Linked DNA regions of Mus musculus: region 2 is linked to region 1. Evidence: chromatin contacts called from public HiChIP or PLAC-seq data. All regions are on one chromosome and are shown on one strand. Each heading gives the region's core, a stretch centred on a gene start, on an enhancer-like site or on the middle of the called end of the contact. The rest is flanking DNA. Distances are from core to core; before and after follow the strand shown.

Region 1 (3,337 bases), core at 166-2,665:
GATGGAAGCAGAAAGCATAGTGAAGTAACAGCTATACAATAGCAGGACCTTGGAGACACTATAGGCAGGGCATGTCTTACTGTCTCAGCACTGCCATTCCAGGCAGCCTCTAACCCTAGAGGAACCCCTTCCCCAACAAGCCAGAACTCAAACTGCTCTGTGCTTGTCAGATCTGGAGTGAACGAAGACTTAGGCTGCCCAAGTCCAAGTTGGAAAGTAGGGTTAGCAGAGAAGCCACCATATTGCCTGCTGGGTCAGGCTAGGGTGGTCAGAGAGGGTGGTGTGTAGCTGGGCTTTGCTACTTTGTGGCTTCTTCCTCTTCCCACCCTTTACTCCCTGCCCCTGGCTTCACCCCCTATCACTAGACAGGAGGAAAAGGAGAGAGGAGAGAGATAGAGATCCCTGTATCTAATTTATTTCCTTTTGTTTCTTCTTTGAGCACAGCTATTTACAAACTGCAACCAGCTGGACAAACAACACCCACCAACCTGGCCTATCCAGGCTCTAGCATTCACATACCCTATGAAAAGTTCCCAGAATTCCAAATGTCAAACAATCACAGAAACTGCCCCTGGCAAAACCACTCCTCTGCTAGAGCATGAGGCAAATCATAGTCAGCTGCTGCAGACGGCCCAAAGCAGCCTCATATCCCCACACCTGCAATTAAAACAAAAACACATTCTTATAACATTTCTATGTTTTTAAAGAAATCAAAATTCTAAAATTGTCAGTACAGTGGTGCCCAGGAATGTGTGGCCCATTGAGATCTGTAAGGGTGTTCTGCCTCAGGAAATCTACCCTTGTTCCTTTGCTGGCTATAGCAGGGACAAGCTGGGTCTACATCCCAGGAAAGTGGGAGCTGCTACTGTCAGCCTCTGTGGCTTCCTAACCCTGGCTATCACTTCCTCTAGCTTTGAGTCCCTCCTCTGGGAGAAGAGAAGGAGGGGTGAGCCAGCAGGCAGTTTATGCTCTGGTGTTCTCTAGGGGGCCCACACTTTTGTGCAAGCATGTTTTGTGTTCCAGATCTTTCTCCCACACAGATGCCCAAGCTCCCAGCATCACACCACGCAGAGATCTGTGCTCCTGTCTCCTCATATGCTTCCCTTCTGAGTCTCAGATCTCTGAGGAAATGGTGACAGCCAAAGCCACCAACCTTGATTAGTGCATTCTGTGCACCTGTGTAGCTTTGGGAGAAATTTGCTGATCCGATCTAAATCGGCAGCTGGGAGCAGAGCTCAGCGGGGCTGAGGTGAGGAGGTCTCAGAGCTGCAGGGGAGAGAAAGATGGCTTCTAAGGGGACATCAGAGAAGCCAAAGACACAGTTTTCGGGTGCCACAGCTGTGCTGGGAGTCTGCCCAGGGCCTAGGATACTGGCTTGGGGATTTGTGCTTTATCTCCCGGATTTATTTTAAACCTTGCTACCTGCTGAGGCAGCAAATGAAAGTCAGACAAGTCTCCAAGTCAGTAGCTAAGGAAACCACACCTCAGCCGCCCACCTGCCTGTCTGCCACACACAAACCTCCTGTCTGACACCTCTAACCACTTCACTTTCCGGCTATCACCCCTCACCACTGAGCCTAGAGGTCTAGTCCCTGAAAGGGGCCCCCAATAGGCCCTGTTTAGTTAGAGGTGGTTTTTGTCCACACTGCTGGGCTCCTGCTAGGACCTAGGATCTCAGAGTCCTTCCCTCTTTTCTTGTCTTCCTGCTGTCTCAGGGCAGAGCCTCGGGTGGTCTATGACACTCCGTGGCATCTGGGGCAAACTTTAGTCATAAGAAACAGTAGTGTACAATATTGGTTACTTTTCTCGTTACCCCAACAAAATTCAGGAAAAGCAAATTAAGGGTTAATGAGCAAGAAGTTGATCAGGTAAAGGGGCTTGCTGGGAAACCTAATGATGGGAGCCTGATCCCTGGGACCCATGTGGTAGAAGGAGAGCTGATTCACACAAGTTGTCCTCTGACCTACACATGCATGTGTATACACAGACAGACAGACAGACAGACAGACACACACACACACACACACACACACACACCCCAAATAAATAATGTAATTACAAAATACTTTAAAGCAACTTAGGGAAGGAAAAGTTTATTCTAGCTCACAGCTTGAACATACAGTCCACAGATGCCATGGAGGTGAGAAAGTCACATGGCAGGAGCTGGGGTAGCTGATCACACTGCTGCCACAGCCAGGGAGCATGGAGACAAGAGCTGGGGCTCAGCTGTCTTTCTACTTTGTATTCAGTCTGAGACCCCAGCTGGTAAATGGATGCTGCCCGCACTTGGGGGGGGGGGCAGGGCTTCACACCCCAGTTAGCACAATCCTTTATAGAGCAGGCCCCAGGTTTGTTTCCATAGCTATTCTAAATCACATCAAATTTACAATCAATATCAGCCATCAGGAGAGTCACCCACCCTCAGCTCAGTCCTGGAAGAAGCCCTGGAGAGGTCTGCCAGCATCCTGCTGCAGAATGACCAGGCTGGATACTCTGCTCCAACCCGAGCCTACGCTCTGCTGTGCATGTGAGCTAATGTCTAGGACACACACACACTTAGTAACTGTCACTAAGAGGGTCTTTCCCCTGTTATGAGAAAGGGGGCAAGTTTAATCAATTGAAAGGCTTCCAAACAAAATTTGAGCTTTTTCTAAGGGTGGATGAATTCTACCTGCTGCAGAAGCTGCTGTCTGTGAGCCCTGCAGACAACAGATTTGTTCTGCTGACCATCAATTAGTTAATTGGTCATATCTTTTACATCACCTCTTACTGGTTCTACTTCATAGACTATACCATCTAATAGCTCCTCTGCCAGCACCCCAAGGAGGACAACTCATGTCTAAGCATAACTCCTGTTTAATTAATTAATTAATTAATTAATGTTCTTATGTGCATTGGTCTGCATATATGAATATGAAGACATCAGGTCCCCTGGAACTGGACTTAGATAGTTGTGAGCTATCAAGTAGGTGCTAGGAATTAAACACAAATCCTCTGAAAGAGCAGCCAGTGCTTTTAACTGCTGAGCCATCTCTCCAGCCCAAAGCACACCTTCTCAATCTGTAGACCAGATCACCTTCAATTTTTCCACATGTGATCTCTGCTTGCTCAAAAAAATGTTGGTGCAACCCCAGGTATATGTATATTAGACAGATTATGCAAATCACACACTTACTGATAAGCTATCATGAAGAAATTTATTTTAAAACAATTCTTTGTTGAGCAGGTAGTTTTATCATCTATTACAGACAAGCAAACTGTTGTGCTAATGAGATGGGTGTGTTTATTTGCATAAATTATTAATTCTTAACTGAATGTTTGATACTGCAGGACATAG
Region 2 (3,354 bases), core at 776-3,275, 670 kb after region 1:
CTAAGACAGGGGCCTACCACACTTTTCCTTCTCCTCCTCCCTGACTTGTGGGCCTAACCTTTGCTGATGGCCTGAGGTGCTGTCAATCAGGACACACCCCTACTTTCCTTGGTAACAATGTAGGTCTGCCCCTGTCTTATTCAAATAGTCCTCTGAAGGGGGACATGGTAATGAATTCGGAGACCTTGGTACTGCCATTGTCACCAATTTGAAGCTGTCTTGGGAGTTTCCCATCATTGCCAACCAGGAGATAATATCTCTCAGGAACCCCTGTATAACTGAGAGACTGAGATACCCAGTCCTATCTTTCTAGCTCCATGGGGGAGGGGGAGGACACCTAGCAGAGGCTGGCTACGGATGTAGCTCAGTTATGCTCTCCTAACATGGACAAAGCCCCAGGTCTGTCCCCAGCACAGTATCAAACTAGGGATGATGGCACGGAGCAGTAATCCCAGCACTGAAAGGGTAGATAAAGGATGGTCAGAAGTTCAAGGTCAGCCTTGGCTACATACTAAGTTGGAGTCCAGCCTGGGCTAGAGGAGAACCGAGGCCTGGATCCTGCCCCCACACCCCAGAAAGAGAAAAAGGAAGCACACACACACACACACACACACACAGTGGTGAAGCTGAAAGCCAGCCAGAAGCCACAGAAGGCAAAAGGCAAGAGATGCGATTTAATGACTTAGTGACCTCACGTCAGCGGCAGCCACTTATGAGTGCTGGTGGGTTATTTCCCTCTTGAACTAACTGGTCTTGAACTCTCAGGTTTCCCTGCTGATTTGCCCAGATCATTCTGGAACGAGGTCTTGGCCACACTTCCTACGCCTGAGGAAGGGGTAGGTACAGACCAAGAGCAACCCTGGGGTCTCTGCCTGGCCCCTCTCAGCCCCACTCAGGTCTGACCACAGGCCTTACACACTCCTGCCTGCAGCTGCAGCCAGCGAGACTGAGCACACCCCAGTCTTTGGATGTCCCTGCCTGGGGAGGCTAGGCCACTAACGCATCTTCTGGGTTTAAGAGTGCTGTCACTCCGCTAAAGCTCTGGGACCATCATGGACCAGGATCTTGTACTGTTCAAAAATATCTAGAAATGTGGGGCCTCGGAGAAACAGGAGGCCCCTGCGAAATGGTGCCAGGGAGGAGGCTCAGCTCTGTTTTGCAGCCCTCACTAAACAGGGATCATTGTGGGTTATGAAGCTACCCACCTTGTCCTGCACAGCACAGGAGCTTCCTCAGAAGCCCAGATCTGCGGAAGGGGCAGGGGAGACAACTGCAGGCAGAGCCATGCATGCAGTGACAGACTCTGTCTCAAAAAACGGCATGCAAGGTTTGTGAGGTGGCTCAGTGGTTAACAGCATCTGTTGCTCATACAGAAAACAAGAGTTTGGTTCCCAGTGCCCAAATCAGGCAACTCACAACCATCTGTAACTCCAGTTTCAAAGAATCCAGCACCCCTTTCTGTCCTCCATGGGTGGCAGGCACACACACAGCATACATACATATATGCACGCAAAACACTCATGAAGGTAAAATAAAAATAAATACATTTTTTTTAAAAAGGTGAACATCACCTAATGTCAACTGAGGCTCTCCTATGAACACATACATCCATGTGTGTGTGTATTTGCACACGTGCAAGCACAGATTAATTCTCCAAACACCAATGACACAGGAACTGTACAACCTGACAACCCCTCTCTGTGGACTGTGTAGTGACCCATGGCCACCTAAGAAAGTCACTCAGAATTTATAGCTTCAAATTCATGCCCCATAAGGTCCAATTCTGTGGGTTGTCATCAACTGACAGGCAGCCTTGTCTTGCTGTCCTCATAGGCCAGCCCCTTCCACAGGGGCGACCCGTGGGCCACCTTGGTGATGCCTCCAAGCTGAAGCCACAGGAACGCTTCCAATCTCCAGCTGACCTGCGAGAGGGAGTTGGGCAGCAGAGCTCAGAGGCTCAGAGCACAGAAGAGGACGCAGGGGACGCCCGATCTGAAGTGTGTGTGCTAGGCAAAGGGAAGGGAGGGGTCAAACGTGCACGCGGCGACCTGATGGATCTTAAAGCCACAGGGGAAGGAAACACTCAGACCTAGGACTGTGATTGATAAGCCATTTAAGACTCGAGGTAGGATCATTTTGTGTGTGAACAGGTTAGTAAGAAAGCTTATTGGAATGGCTGCTGGAGACGTGAGGGGGGAATGGAAAGAGGGGGGGTTAACTGCGTAAATGAATTAATAAACACAGGGACTTGTAGAAACCAGCCGCAGTGGAGCCTCGGGCAGGAAATTAACTCAACCCTCTACACCGGAAGTGACAGGAAGCAGCCCTCTCTTCCACCTGGGTCACTTGGGGTGATACCACCTACCACACTACAGCTTTTGAGGGAAGCTTCCTTCAAGGTGACTGGTTTGTAGGTGCTGGTGGCTGGTGCTTGGTTTTATTTTGTATCCAGATCTCTCTCTCTCTCTCTCTCTCTCTCTCTCTCTCTGTCTGTCTCTCGTTCTCTCTCTCTTGTTCTGTGTGTGTGTGTGTGTGTCTCCTGTCTCTCTGTTTGTTTCTGTGTCTCTCCTGTCTCTGTCTGCCTCTGTGCCTCTCTCCCTGTGTCTCTCTCTCGTTCTCCCTCTCTCTGTCTGTCTCTGTCTCTGTCTCTCTCCAGATCCAGATCTGTATGGCACAGACTGATACCCATCCCTTTCCTCTCCAGATCTTCTGCAATAGACCATCTCCCCAGGAAAACCCACCAGCATTCAGCCATCTAATAGCAGATCTACAAAGCCCTCTGGTTGAAATTGCTACCACCTCCTTCACAGATCAAGCCCTCTTGAGTTTCAAGCAGGAATATGAAGGACACTTGCTCTTATGTCAACTATGACACTTCAAGTTGCACATAGCAGCACACAAACAGCTCAAACTCACTGAAATAAAAAAAAAATGTTGTATGCCTGAGCAAGCCTGGTTTCTAACTCCAGCTCCTGCCCACTTTGGGTGGGAACCGCCCAGCAAACCTCTTAGACACAGTGTCCTCTAGTGGTCACTTCTGGTCTTACACCCTCTGCAATAGCTAGCTTGGTAGGATCAGGAAATCAACTAAGGTCTTTGAGCAGATAAGTCTATGAGAGCATTTCTGAGAAGGATTGACAGAGGAGAGAAAAGACACTCCTAGAGTGGGTGGCGCCCAGATATGAGGCTGATGTTGAGGGGAGAGCAATGATGCTCATTTGCCTGCCTTGCTTCCTGTTGATGAGCACATCTACCTCGACATCCTCCCTGAAGCCACCTATTGCTGATGTCAGAACCCAGCTTATTGGGTCTTCTGATATGGTCTGAAGACCAGTGGCTCTCCAGGAATCCCCC

The links. HiChIP or PLAC-seq counts read pairs in DNA pulled down with a chosen protein or histone mark.
Region 2: a contact with region 1 is called in an H3K27ac HiChIP or PLAC-seq map of regulatory T cells, with 8 times the contacts expected there. The contact joins two enhancer-like sites. A contact is called at or near these places in 1 of 15 datasets of contacts at CTCF or cohesin (large pre-B cells), 1 of 484 Hi-C or Micro-C datasets (bone marrow-derived macrophages) and 2 of 115 datasets of contacts at active chromatin or transcription factors (embryonic basal ganglia and regulatory T cells).

What each region holds. Positions count from the first base shown.
Region 1 is chr9:61,185,711-61,189,047 of GRCm38.p6, forward strand. No RefSeq gene overlaps it. Among named protein-coding and RNA genes, the nearest start is that of Gm34105, 19 kb to the right of the region's middle. Within about 2 kb of position 1,416, at least 27 of the 459 cell types and tissues checked have an H3K27ac peak or open chromatin away from gene starts, as enhancers often do. A contact at or near this core is called in regulatory T cells, where this site is marked.
Region 2 is chr9:61,857,371-61,860,724 of GRCm38.p6, forward strand. Gm34974 (a long non-coding RNA gene) reads right to left here. Exons shown (of 6, transcript XR_001779199.2): 6 at 2,807-3,354. Among named protein-coding and RNA genes, the nearest start is that of Gm34828, 37 kb to the left of the region's middle. Within about 2 kb of position 2,026, at least 46 of the 459 cell types and tissues checked have an H3K27ac peak or open chromatin away from gene starts, as enhancers often do. A contact at or near this core is called in regulatory T cells, where this site is marked.